2 separate regions of the Mus musculus genome follow, and region 2 is linked to region 1. Evidence: chromatin contacts called from public HiChIP or PLAC-seq data. All regions are on one chromosome and are shown on one strand. The core of a region is the stretch at or near the end of the contact, and the rest is flanking DNA. Distances in the headings are between cores, read along the strand shown.

What was found. HiChIP or PLAC-seq counts read pairs in DNA pulled down with a chosen protein or histone mark.
Region 2: an H3K4me3 HiChIP or PLAC-seq map of stem cell-derived neural progenitor cells shows a contact between it and region 1, with 4 times the contacts expected there. The contact joins the promoter of Olfr322 here to the promoter of Gemin5 in region 1. A contact is called at or near these places in 1 of 39 promoter capture datasets (3T3-L1-derived adipocytes) and 1 of 115 datasets of contacts at active chromatin or transcription factors (stem cell-derived neural progenitor cells).

What each region holds. Positions count from the first base shown.
Region 1 is chr11:58,165,115-58,171,550 of GRCm38.p6, reverse strand. It overlaps Gemin5 (gem nuclear organelle associated protein 5), which reads left to right and starts at 3,012. Exons shown (of 28, transcript NM_172558.3): 1 at 3,012-3,263; 2 at 3,682-3,842; 3 at 5,477-5,658. The coding sequence starts at 3,098. It also overlaps a transcript of Mrpl22 not described here.
Region 2 is chr11:58,660,723-58,666,811 of GRCm38.p6, reverse strand. It overlaps Olfr322 (olfactory receptor 322), which reads right to left and starts at 1,251. Exons shown (of 1, transcript NM_207693.1): 1 at 268-1,251. The coding sequence starts at 1,251. The coding sequence ends at 268. Gm22599 (a small nucleolar RNA gene) reads right to left here and starts at 5,634; the gene lies at 5,503-5,634.

The DNA of each region.
Region 1 (6,436 bases), core at 1,763-4,262:
TCTGGTCAGAGCAGTCTTTCTTTGGAGTGAATGACCTCATAAAGACTGAAAATCAGAAAAACTGTGACCTCACCTCATAACAGCCTGAAAAGGGCAGGAGAACCTTTTAATCCTAAATATTTAAGGCCAAAGATACAAGAAAGACCACTGATCCAAATCATAATGGCCAAGTTAATTAAAGCAAGCAATTAATTAAAGCAAGCTTTTTTTATTTGCATACAGGAACTGCTTCCCCCTAAAGCAACGTTTGAGAAGGCAGCATCGGATATGAGGAAGACAAGGTTTCTATAGCTCAGGGGTTGGGTGTTTCCAAATGGATTTGCTAGGTGGAGGTTACAGGAGCAGAACTAGAACAGGAGCTGACTAATAAGTTAGTCCCATAAACAGAAACAGACTAGCAAATTGGTCATAACCACCTCCTGAAAGAAAGTTATGATCACAAGGTGGTCCTAAGAAGGTAGTCATAAAAACCTTTTTTTTTTTTTTTTTTTTTTGGTTTTTTGAGACAGGGTTTCTCTGTATAGCCCTGGCTGTCCTGGAACTCATTCTGTAGACCAGGCTAGCCTTGAACTCAGAAATCCGCCTGCCTCTGCCTCCCGAGTGCTGGGATTAAAGGTGTGGGCCACCATGACCGGCCATAAAAACCTTTTGAAACAAAGGTAGGATTAACAAGATGGTTTTGAAACAAAGACACAGTTGCCATTTTCTGGAACCCACAGAACCATGTATAGTTAAGATTACAGGTGTGGCATAGCCCAATCAGTGAGAAATGGAGGTTTAATCATAAACAGGAATGAATCTAGTTTGCCTCTACTATAAGATACCTTTTGGGCTGGTGAGATGGCTCAGTGGGTAAGAGCACCCGACTGCTCTTCTGAAGGTTCGAAGTTCAAATCCCAGCAACCACATGGTGGCTTACAACCACCCATGATGAGATCTGACTCCCTCTTCTGGTGTGTCTGAAGACAGCTACAGTGTACTTACATATAATAAATAAATAAATCTTTAAAAAAAAAAAAGATACCTTTTAAGCCTAAAATGGAGGCAGGCTGGTTCATCAAACTCTGTCTTCAGTGGGCCTCAGGGTTCTTGTTAAAAATGACTGTAACATCAGCATGTGGGAGACTGGTGTTAAAGAACCACCATGTTACACAAGCCGGGCTCTGTCTCAGAGAAAAGGAGCCTGGCGTAGCACCACATGATGTAATCCCAGCGTATGAGAGGCTGAAGCAGGAAGATCTCCACCAGTTTGTCGCCCTGGGCTGCAAATTCCAGGCCAATCAGAACTACACAGTGAGACTCTATCTCAAAGGAAAAGAAGAAAGAGGAAGGAAAGATCACTCTAACACAAATTTGTGAACATTACTGAGAAAACTCTTTCAGAAACCAAATTGCCTGGCATGGTGGCCCACACCTTTAATCCTAGCACTCAGGAAGGCAGAAGCAGGTAGATCTCTGTGAATTCAACACAGTCTGGTCTACAGAGCAAGTGCCAGGCTAGTCAGAGCTATATAGTGAGATCCTGTCTAAAAAAAAAAAAAAAAAAAAAAAAAAGCCAACGGGATGGGGTGTTATCGAGATGGTCCAGCTGACAAGCTGAAGTCAGTCAGTCTCTAGGCCCCATATCATGGAAAGAGAGCACCAACTCCTTGACCTCTGACCTCCATACACACACATTGTGAAATATGAGCACACACACACACACTAAATAAATAATAAAGACTAAGAGACGAGCTAATGCGTTTGTGTGCTCCTGGCAAAACTAGTGATCAATGTGGAGTCTGGTAACCCTGAATTTAGTGCCCTTAGGCTATGCTAGCATAGGTAAGGGCTCTCTATTAATGATAGCCATTGCAAGTTTCCATATGCCACATTCAGGAAGGGCTAACAGCAGTACAGAAGTACAGTCGAATCTGAACAAGTTGCTTGGGTTTGAGTTGTAAGCAGAGTTCAATTCTTTTTTCCCTCCACACCACTAACTAGTTCTCACAGCATAGGCACTCCATTAAGCAGGAGGCGGGATGTCAAACCTCTGCTCTTTAATCTTTGAATACCCCAGTATCAGGAATCAGAATTCCCACCCAACTACAGAGTCTCTTCCTGTCCTTTCTGATTCCTGACTCATTTCATTTATTTTGACAGGCTCTCATACTATAGCCCAGGCTGCCTAGCCTGGAGCACATGGCAATCCTCCTGCCTGAGTGCTGAGCCAGAGCTCAGATTCATTCTTTTAGTATTTCAGCTAAATACACTCTTGCATCTGTCTTTAAAACACCTCCCAAAAACTGGAAAAGTACGCCGCTATGTAGCATTTAAAAACAAACAAACAAACAAACAAACAAAAACTTGCCAGGCATGGTGGCGCACGCCTTTAATCCCAGCACTCGGGAGGCAAAGGCAGGCGGATTTCTGAGTTCGAGGCCAGCCTGGTCTACAGAGTGAGTTCCAGGATAGCCAGGGCTATACAGAGAAACCCTGTCTCGAACCCCCCCCCCCCAAAAAAAAAAAAACTTAATTGGGATACTGAACTGCCTTGTCCAATCTGTCCCAGATGTTTCTCGCTTAATAATACTTGCCTTGCTGGATTGGACAAAATAAGGAGCTTTAGTTAAATACAGGTATATATGGCGGTAAATGCACACAAACGCATTAGCTCATCTCTTAGTCAACCTTGAGGTTGGTAGAAACAGGGTATTTCACATCATGTTGGCCTTTATTATTTATTTAGCGCGTGTGTGTGTGTGTGTGTGTGTGTGTGTGTGTGTGTATGTGTGTGTGTGTTGGCCTTTATTATTTATTTAGCGTGTGTGTGTGTGTGTGTGTGTGCGTGTGCGTGTGCGTGTGCGTGTGTGCTCAGTGGCTGGTTGGCGGGTTCCACAGGTCTAAATCCTTAATTAAGGAAAATATGTAACCTCAGGACCTGGAATTTAGTTCCAGGCGGCGCACGGGAGCGAGAGGCGCGGGTTGGGCCTCAACGCGCTCCGTAGCGCCCGCCTCCAGGGGCGGGGTTTAAATCGATCCCGCCCCCTCCCGCTCCACGCCGCGGTTGCGAACCACCGTCCCAGAGCTCCTCTGCTGAGCTTGGGCGGCCGCGGAGATGAAGCCGGAGCCGCGGACGCTGCCGCCGTCCCCCAACTGGTACTGCTCACGCTGCAGCGACGCGGCGCCCGGAGGCATCTTTGGCTTCGCTGCGCGGACCTCCGTCTTCCTCGTCCGCGTGGGTCCGGGTGCGGGCGCGAGCCCAGGGGCGCCCCCGTTTCGAGGTGAGCCCCTCACGGGTCGGCGCAGTCCTTCCTGCCGTCCTCTTGGGGGAGTTCTGTAAGTCGCCGGGTCCGGCGGCGCGCGCACGTGGCCTCTCTCGCTTGGAGGGACTGACCCAGCCTAGACCCGGCGTTTAGGGTGCTCCTGGCCTTCCTGCTTGGCCAAGGCCCTGCCGGCCCCTAGTACGCCCCCTGGGGTGGGGGCTGTTCTCCCTTCTCTGATCCCGCTGGGCAATTACTTGACGGTGATGTCTGTAAGATGAGTGGTGATGACACCCAGCGTTTCTGTCTTTCGTCTGTGGATGTTTCTGTTCCATGTGTGTTAAGTGACTTCTGTTTATCTGCTTGTTGTTTGTCCAGCAACATGCAGGCTAACTGTCTGGATAGTGCTTTAGTTAACCAAGTCTGGTTTTGCTTGCAGTGGTAGGAGAGTTGGTGGGACACACTGAAAGAGTATCTGGTTTCACTTTTTCTCATCACCCTGGACAATACAACCTCTGTGCCACCAGCTCAGACGATGGAACTGTGAAGGTTTGGGATGTAGAGACCAAGACTGTAGTGACAGAACACACACTCCATCAGGTAATTGTGCATCCTGAGGCCTCAGATTGTTTTAATAGATCTCATGCATATGGAGGAATGCTACTCATTTTTGTTGGCTACTTAGATATGTTGGAAAGTCTCTCAAATAACTTTTTTTTAAAGATGCATGTTTTGTTTAGAAAGTAGAGTTTCTGGTAGCAGCTGTAACTTGGCTAGGTAGAGTGCCTGGCTAGCACACTCAAAGCCCTGGGCTCAGTCCCCAGAACTGCATAAATGAACATGGTGGTGCACACCTGTAATCATAGCACTTGGGAAGTGGAGGCAAAAAGATAGATAGTCATTCTCTTTTTTATATATATATATGTATATATATAGAGAGAGAGAGAAGGGGGGGGGTGTCAGTTTTTCCAATGTATGCCTGCACACCAAAGGGGGACATTCAGATCCCGTTATAGACCGTTTAAAACTACCGTGAGAGCTCTGGGAATCAAACCTGGGACCTCTTGATAAGTAGCCACTGAGCTATTCTCCAGCCCCTAGTCACTAACTCTTTTTTTTTTTTTTTTTTTTTTTTTTTTCCGAGACAGGGTTTCTCTGTGTAGCCCTGGCTGTCCTGGAACTCACTCTGTAGACCAGGCTGGCCTTGAACTCAGAAATCCGCCTGCCTCTGCCTCCCAAGTGCTGGGATTAAAGGCGTGTGCCACCACGCCCGGCTTAGTCACTAACTCTTATCTGTAGCTGCTTTGATGATATAACAATAGAATTGAGGAACAGCCACTGAGAGCATGGCCTACAAAGTCTAACAGAGCCAATAGGTCCATATAAAATATATACCCGGACTGATAACTGATGAGAAGGCTTTCCAGGTTCAAGGGCCTGTCCTGGAAGCCTGATGACCTGAGTTTTGATACTTTGTTTTATTTTGTTTTCTTTACTTGAATTGTGTATGTGTATTTCGCCTATAGGCCTGGTGTCTATGGTGGTAAGAAGTACATGAAAACTGAAGTTTCTGGTGATTGTTGGTCACCATGTGGGTGCTAGGAACCAAAGCTCTGCAAAAGCAGCAAGTGTTGTTAACCACTGAGCGGTCTCTCCAGCCCCTTGAGCAGTTTAATCTCCATGAAAGTAAGAGAGAACTGGCTCCACAGAGTCTTCTGCCTTCCACATGCTCGGCTGTGGCACATGCTCTCCCCAACACAATAAATAGAAAATATAGGGGCTGGAGAGATGGTTCATCCATTAAGAGTGCCTCCTACTGTCCCAGAGAACCCAAGTCGGGTTCCCATCACCCTTGTGGGTTGGCTCATAACCAGCTCCAGGGAATCCGTTCACCTCTTCTGGCCTGCATAGACACACATGTGGCTTTGCACACATGAGTAAAAAGTGTGTCTGTGCACGTCCATGTCAGTATCCCCAGGCATGGTGGTGCATGGCTGCAATTCTAGAATTCTTGTACTCAGGAGACAGGCAGAAGGATTGCCTTGAGTTCCAGGCCAAAATTACAAAGTAAGACGGTCTCAAAACCACACAAAAAGTTTTAACTTTAGACTTACTATATTGCTATACAGGTAGTTATAGCATATTTCTTAAGTACCTGTAATGTGGGTAGCATTAGGCTGGTTTACAGCCCAACACTCACAAATGAGACTCATCTGGCTTTGCTTTGTTTGAAGCATACAATATCAGCACTGCATTGGTCTCCGACAGTTAAGGACTTAATAGTCTCTGGGGATGAAAAAGGAGTCGTTTTCTGTTACTGGCTTAACAGAAATGACAGCCAGCACCTCTTCACAGAGCCCAGGACCATATTCTGTCTGACGTGTTCACCTCATCACGAAAATCTAGTAGCCATTGGGTGAGTACCGAGTACTGTGCTGTCTGCTGGTGGTTTGGCTTAGTTTATGATCCTGCTTTTCTTTCCTCTTGCCTGTGTGCCTCAGTCCTCAGAGGACGACAGCAGCCCAGGGTGTCATATGATCCTGTGAGCTCCAGTTCCAGACTTTGCTCTGCTCCCCATATTTCTATGATGCTGTGTTTTCTATGATACTGAATTTTCAAGCCACCCTTCAAAAGTTAGAAGTGCCTTCTTTCGCTCTTGGCTGACTTAGACTATCCTTGGATGTGGTGTTAACTGTAGAGTGCCAGGTGACTCTGCTTTATGTACCTCACAAATAGGACAAAGAAGGCCAGCTTCATGATACCCTTTATGAAGCCTTTGGATGTACAGGATCGTTTGGGTCTGACTCGGGAACATTTATGAAGAAAGGCTAGGGATGCTAGATTATAACGCAGAAACATTGGCTTCCACTAGGAAGTCAAAGCAGAAACTTGGTAGGAGTAGGTATAAGCTATTTTTCCTAAGCTAAGTATAAAATACTTTAAGGTTTTTTGGTTGGTTGTCTTTTTACCATGTATAGTTATTTTGCTTGCATATGTGTTTTGTGTACCATGTGTTTGCAGTGCCCTAGGAGACCTGAAGAGGGCACCAGATCCTCAGGGACTGGAATGACAGATGGTTGTGAGCCACCTTGTGAATACTGGGACTTTGGTTCCTCTAGAAGAGCAGCTGGTGCTCTTAAGGGCTGAACTGTCTCTCTAGCTCCCAATAGATACTTTTAAACGTGTTCAAAATA
Region 2 (6,089 bases), core at 2-2,501, 500 kb before region 1:
CAGCCTAGGGACAAACCATCAGATCTGCATCTAACATGGAAACGTCTGCTTTAACCACAAGGAAGAAAGTTAGAACACACACCATCTTCATGACTACCAAATCTCAGAACCCTTTGTGAATCCAGTAACATGCCTGTGTTTTCCTCCGTGGTAGAATAGTCAGAATTTCCCCCCAAATCACTGCGGAACATTTTCTCTGCCCACTTTCTTTCTCATTAAATGTTTGCCTGAGAGCTTGCAAAGTTCTCTCAGTATTCAGTGCCATCCTCACCAGGACAGCTTCCCTCTGGTCCGTATGGAACCAGCCCTCACTTTCCCTGTCTCTCGGCTACCCAGGAGCAGCCTTCTGAGCGCCCCCTTCACCTCCTTGTTCCTGAGCGTGTAGATCAGAGGGTTGAGGAGAGGGGTGACAATGTTGTAGAAGAGGGTGAGGAACTTGCCCTGGTCCTGGGAGGAGCTGTTCCCCGGCTGCATGTACATGTAGATGATATTTCCGTAGAAAAGCGAGACCACGGTGAGATGTGAACCACACGTGTTGAATGCCTTCTGCCGCCCTGCAGCGGAGCGGATTTGTAACACAGCTCTCACAATGTAACCATAGGAGACCAAGATGAACACCAGAGGCGACAACACGATGCCTATTGCCAGGACGAAGACGGTGCCTTCCACTGCGGCAGTGTTGACACAGGCCGTCCTGATGAGAGCTGGCATCTCGCAGAGGAAGTGGTCCACCCTGCGGTGCCCGCAGCGGGGTAGACTGAGGGTCACAGGAGACATAGCCAGGGAGTTGGCCACGCCGCAGCTCCAGGCCACTGAGACCAGGCCCACGCAGAGCCTGGGGCTCATGATGACCATGTAGTGCAGGGGCTTGCAGACCGCCACAAAGCGGTCATAGGCCATGACAGCCAGCAGCAGGCACTCCACACCCCCCAGGCCCAGGAACAGGACCAGCTGCAGAGCACAGCCCACATAGCTGATGGTCTTGTCCGGCCCGCTGAGGTTATAGAGTAGCTGTGGGATGGAGCTACTGGTGAAGCTGAGGTCAAGGAAGGACAGGTGTGTGAGAAAGAAGTACATGGGGGTGTGAAGGTGCGGGTCCAGCCTGGATACCAGGATGATGATGCTGTTGCCCAGCAGGGTTAGGAGGTAGGCGGGCAGGATGATGGCGAAGAGGACCCTCTCCAGCTCGGGCCGGTCAGAGAAGCCTATAAGGATGAAATGGCTGAAGGTGCTGTCATTGGTTGCTCCCATCTCTACTGCACCTGAGGAAGACATCAATACTGACAGTGATGGGAGAGGACAGAACTTCAATTATTTATTACTTGTTTAGTTCCAACAACCATGTAGTAACTCTGACAGATAAGCAAACTGCGTCATGTATATGGCAAGTCAGATGTCATACGGAGAAACAGGACATGGTTGTCTTTGAACCTAGCAATTGATGCTTTGTTTCTGCTTCACTTGCTCTAGTCTTGCCTCTAATTCCATGAAGCAAGAGATGAACTGTGCTGTGGTCCAGATTTTGATTCTCTCCAGACCCACAATCCCAAGCTCCTGTCCAAAGGCAAAGAGCACAAAATCCAGCCCTGCATAATCAACCCAGAGCATTTGAACATGCCCAGCATCCAGCCCTGCATAATCAACCCAGAGCATTTGAACATGCCCAGCACAGCAGATGGGAAATGTGGACATCACCCATGTGAGCCCACTTGGATTGGCTCACACACAGATGTATTTGAAAATAAATTTGCTGGGTTTTTCTTTAGAGACTTTTGAAAATTTGGTAATTCAAGGACAGACTGGTGTTACCTAGAAATATCTTTAATTTTTTTTTACAAATATATAGACTGTATATATACATTATGTATTTTATAATCTACTGCAAAATATAGAGAAATCTACTGTAAACCATTAAAGTTTATCTAGATTGACAAAACCCATCTAGAGCACCGTTCCTGCCAGAGGGAACTTCAGTGAGCAGCTGAAGCACTGCACCATATCTGGAGCAAACGAACCATGCTTTGCCTTGGACCCACGGGACACATTCTGTCCTTTTGTTATTTTTAGTGAGTTTTGGATCTCTGGATAGAGAATGGTGTAGGAGACAATAGGTTATCAGTGAAACCAGCGGCTCATAAGACCTCTCTCTGGGCCTGCTGCCTAGACAGCATGGTGCTTGTTTTTCTTCCAAAGTACATAGGAAATACTCCTTAAAGAAAAGTGGAATCCTAATTAAAGTTTTGTTTTATTTGTGTGTGTGTGTGTGTGTGTGTGTGTGTGTGTGTGTGTGTGTGTGTGTGTGTTAGCTCACCTTTGCAGGTACAAGGACAACTTTTAGGAGTCAGTTTTCTCCCTCCATCATGTGAGCGTGGGGGATCAGATGCAGGTCATCAGGCTTGGCAGCAAGTCCCTTTACCCACTGAGTCTTCTTGCCAGCTAGAACAAGAAATGGAGAAGGCCCAGGGTCCAGGTTCAAATCCTGCTCGGAGAAGATTGGTCGACCCACCTCACAGCTAAATAGCACATGCATATCCCTTGCCTCTGTAGCACGTTACAGGAAAGACAGAGAGAAAGGAGGGTTCTTTCTCTCTCAGGCTCCGTGTAAATAAACCCAACTTCTCTACCATTTTCCAACCCCTAAATCTTTGCATAAAGAAAAGCTGAGGTGGCCTGTGTGCCCTGCACCAGTGCTGCATGAATCATAGAAAGCCATAAGGCATTAACCCATTCTTGCATGCTTGTTGAGAGTTTAAGTTGACATCAGAGCTCTTAAGAGATGCCTACTTCTCTGCACACACACCCAAGGCTGTACATGTGATTTTAATAAAAGAAACCTGTTTCTCTTACAGAATTGAAAATTGAGTATTTTCTCTTTGCCCTCATTAATCTCATGTGAAGGGATCTGTCCTGCATTTTTGACCCCTGGTCAGAGGACACATACCCTCCAGAGCATCTTCACAGCATCAAAAGACAGATGGTCCGCAGAAAGAGTGTGTGTCTGTAGTTAATAACATTAGTTATTTAACAGACAATGGTATTATACAAGCAGTTGCTAAATTCAAATGAGTATAGACATGTGACATCACATGGAATTTTGTCCACCCAGATATTGTTAGTTCAAGTAGGTAAAAAACAAAATATGGTGCTGGGATTCATCTTTTACAGTGAAATATGCTTGTCTAGCATGCACAAAGTCCAAGTTTCATCCCCAGTTCCCAGTAAACAAGATGTGGTGGTGTACCACTGTAATCCCAGTAACAGAAAATCTCAGAAAACAGAGGCAGGAGGATTCGGAGATCAAGGCCTTCTCTGGCTACACATAAAGTTAAAGGCTATCCTGAGCTATACAATAAACACAATTGTATGGTGAGAACACACACATAACTAAAGAACATATTAAATAATAAATGATCTTTATCTATCTCTGTCTGTCTCTGCCCCCCCACCTGTGTGTGTGTGTGTGTGTGTGTGTGTGTGTGTATGTGTGTGTATGTGTGTGTGTGTGTGCAAGGCCAATGTGGATGAATGCTGTCCATTGGTATTTTCGAGCATGTTAACATTTCTCATGTTTAAAAGTCACTTGTTTGTAAACCTTGTTTTCCTACAATTCCTTTTGTTTTCATTTCTTGTTCTGTTGTAGGCTTTTTTAAAATGTGTGTTTCTTTTTGAAAGACGTAAAATGGATCTCTCTTACTTTATATTTCACTCTTAAGTGTGGTCTTCCATATATTTGTTCTAGTTTAAGGAAAGTACATATATAACCACCTGTCTGTGTGTCTGTCTATGTCTGTGTGTGTTTGTGTCTGTCTGTCTGTCTGCCTGACTGTCTCTGTCTTTCTCTGACTCTGTGCAGGTGCTTGCAGAGCCAGAAAGGGACATGGGAGCTGCTCAAGCTGGAGCTGGGGCTGGGGCTGGGGCTGGGGCTGGGGCTGGGGCTGGGGCTGGGGCTGGGGCTGGGGCTGGGGCTGGGGCTGGGGCTGGGGCTGGGCCTGGGGCTGGGGCTGGGGCTGGGGCTGGGCCTGGGGCTGGGGCTGGGCCTGGGCCTGGGGCTGGGGCTGGGGCTGGGGCTGGGGCTGGGGCTGGGGCTGGGGCTGGGGCTGGGGCTGGGGCCGGAGGTGGTTGAGAGCCTCCTGATGTGGGTGCTGGGAACTCAATACAGGTCCTTTGCAGGAACCAAAAGTGCTCTTAACTGCTGAGCTAGCCCTCTAGCTACAGGAGTGATCAAATGCTAGTCATCTTTTTATCTTTTTATCTTCTCAGAGATCAGGACCCCAACTCTCCTCTGCATTCTCCTTAACAACAGAATCAGAGTGAAGGCAAGGGAGGAAGATGAAAGAGGCTGCACACACTGCAGCTGATGCGGTTCTCCAAAAACACATCCTAGCACAACAAAGCGTTTGGGTCTGATTTTCAGGACACCCTGAGTTCAGATTTCCTTCCTAACATCAGTTGTTCTGACTGACACAGGCAAGAACGACCTTCCCCTGGGAAGATTTGGTGACTTTTTATGTACATGTTTAAGAGGAATGATTACACTGGTGGCCTCGGTGGCATCAGATCTTAAGAGGCTGCTTCACTGATGCTCTTTTTAAAAAAATCACCTGGCTCTCACATCCTCTCGGGGTTTGTGTCTCAGTGAGGCCTGAAGTCATTACTAGAGTGCCCGGATTTTGCATAACGCACTATTTCAAATTTGAATCTACTAGGCTGTTGATTTCTCTAATATGAGATTATCTCTCTCTCTCTCCCTAAAATAAAAACAATATTAAAGCACAAACATAAGACCTGAAATTGAGATGGAGCGCCTTCCCCACCAGCAACTCCACAGGGCTTTCCCACTAGCACTGGCCTTTCTGAGAAACTGGTGTTTAACAGGTATGGGACATCGTTGCCCTCAGAAAGGCTCCGGGAAGGGCACACCCCTTACTCTTTCTGAATCAGATTCTGGAGAGACATCCTTTCCATGGCTGTGCTTAGCCTTAGGTCCAGGATTTCAGCTCTCTGCGCAATTACTTCTTGTCCAGAGCAGCGTGACTGTTGCTGTATTGATAGAACTTGACAGAGAGAAAAAGAGAATTAAAAAAGCCATAATCTTTAACAATATGACAATTACTTAAGGTCTCACCATTCACAAGTTCTACTTGTACTATTGAGCTTTAAGTAATAAAAAACCCACAAGGCATCAGCATAAAAACAGACACACTGATCAATAAAATCGAATTGAACACCCAGATATAAATTCACATACCTCTAGACACCTATTTTCCCCTTCTTCATTTCTATCTATCTATTTATCTATCTATCTATCTATCTATCTATCTATCTATCTATCTATCTATCTATCTATCTATATATATATATATATCAGAAATACCACTGGGGTGTCCTGGGGGCACTTCTGCTTATGGCCTACCAACAGGATTCTTTTAGTGTCAGGCTAGCTCCCTGTCCAGACCCTCTGGCACCAGACTGGTGGTGGTCCTAGGGTCTCTTTTTTCAGGGAATCTTAACCCGGGAATCATTCAGATGTCTTCAGGTCAGAACGCTGAGCTGTGACATAGCCTCTTTCCACTCTGCTACCTACTGACACACATGTGTTACAGCAAACCAAACTGCAACAACTCTAGAGGCCGGACAATAAAATAATTATTAACTTAAATAACAATTGACAGTTTCCCAGAGATATTCTTTATGTTGAATCTATCATGTACTGTTAATAAACTCCTGTATTAACACACCAGATTACTTTGAATTTCTTGTAATCAAATCGGTATTTTGTACTTTTTATATTTAGGTAATATAAAGTATTTTACTTCATGTTTTCTCCCTCAAAATAAATATAAATTTTACCAATAAACACAAAAAAAGTTTAAACTTAAAAATAAAAAAAGCCACTCAGGGCCAGCTCTTCCCAGACCAATTGGAGGCATATGCCTGTCTGTGCCAGTGTCACAGTCAAACTGTTCTGAGGCATGGCTGACAGGATCCTTCTGACACAGACATGGGTGTCTTGGCCATCTGGACACCTCCCTGAGATGTATGAACACTAACCCAGTGACCTCCTCTGAGACAAACAGCATGCTTAGTCA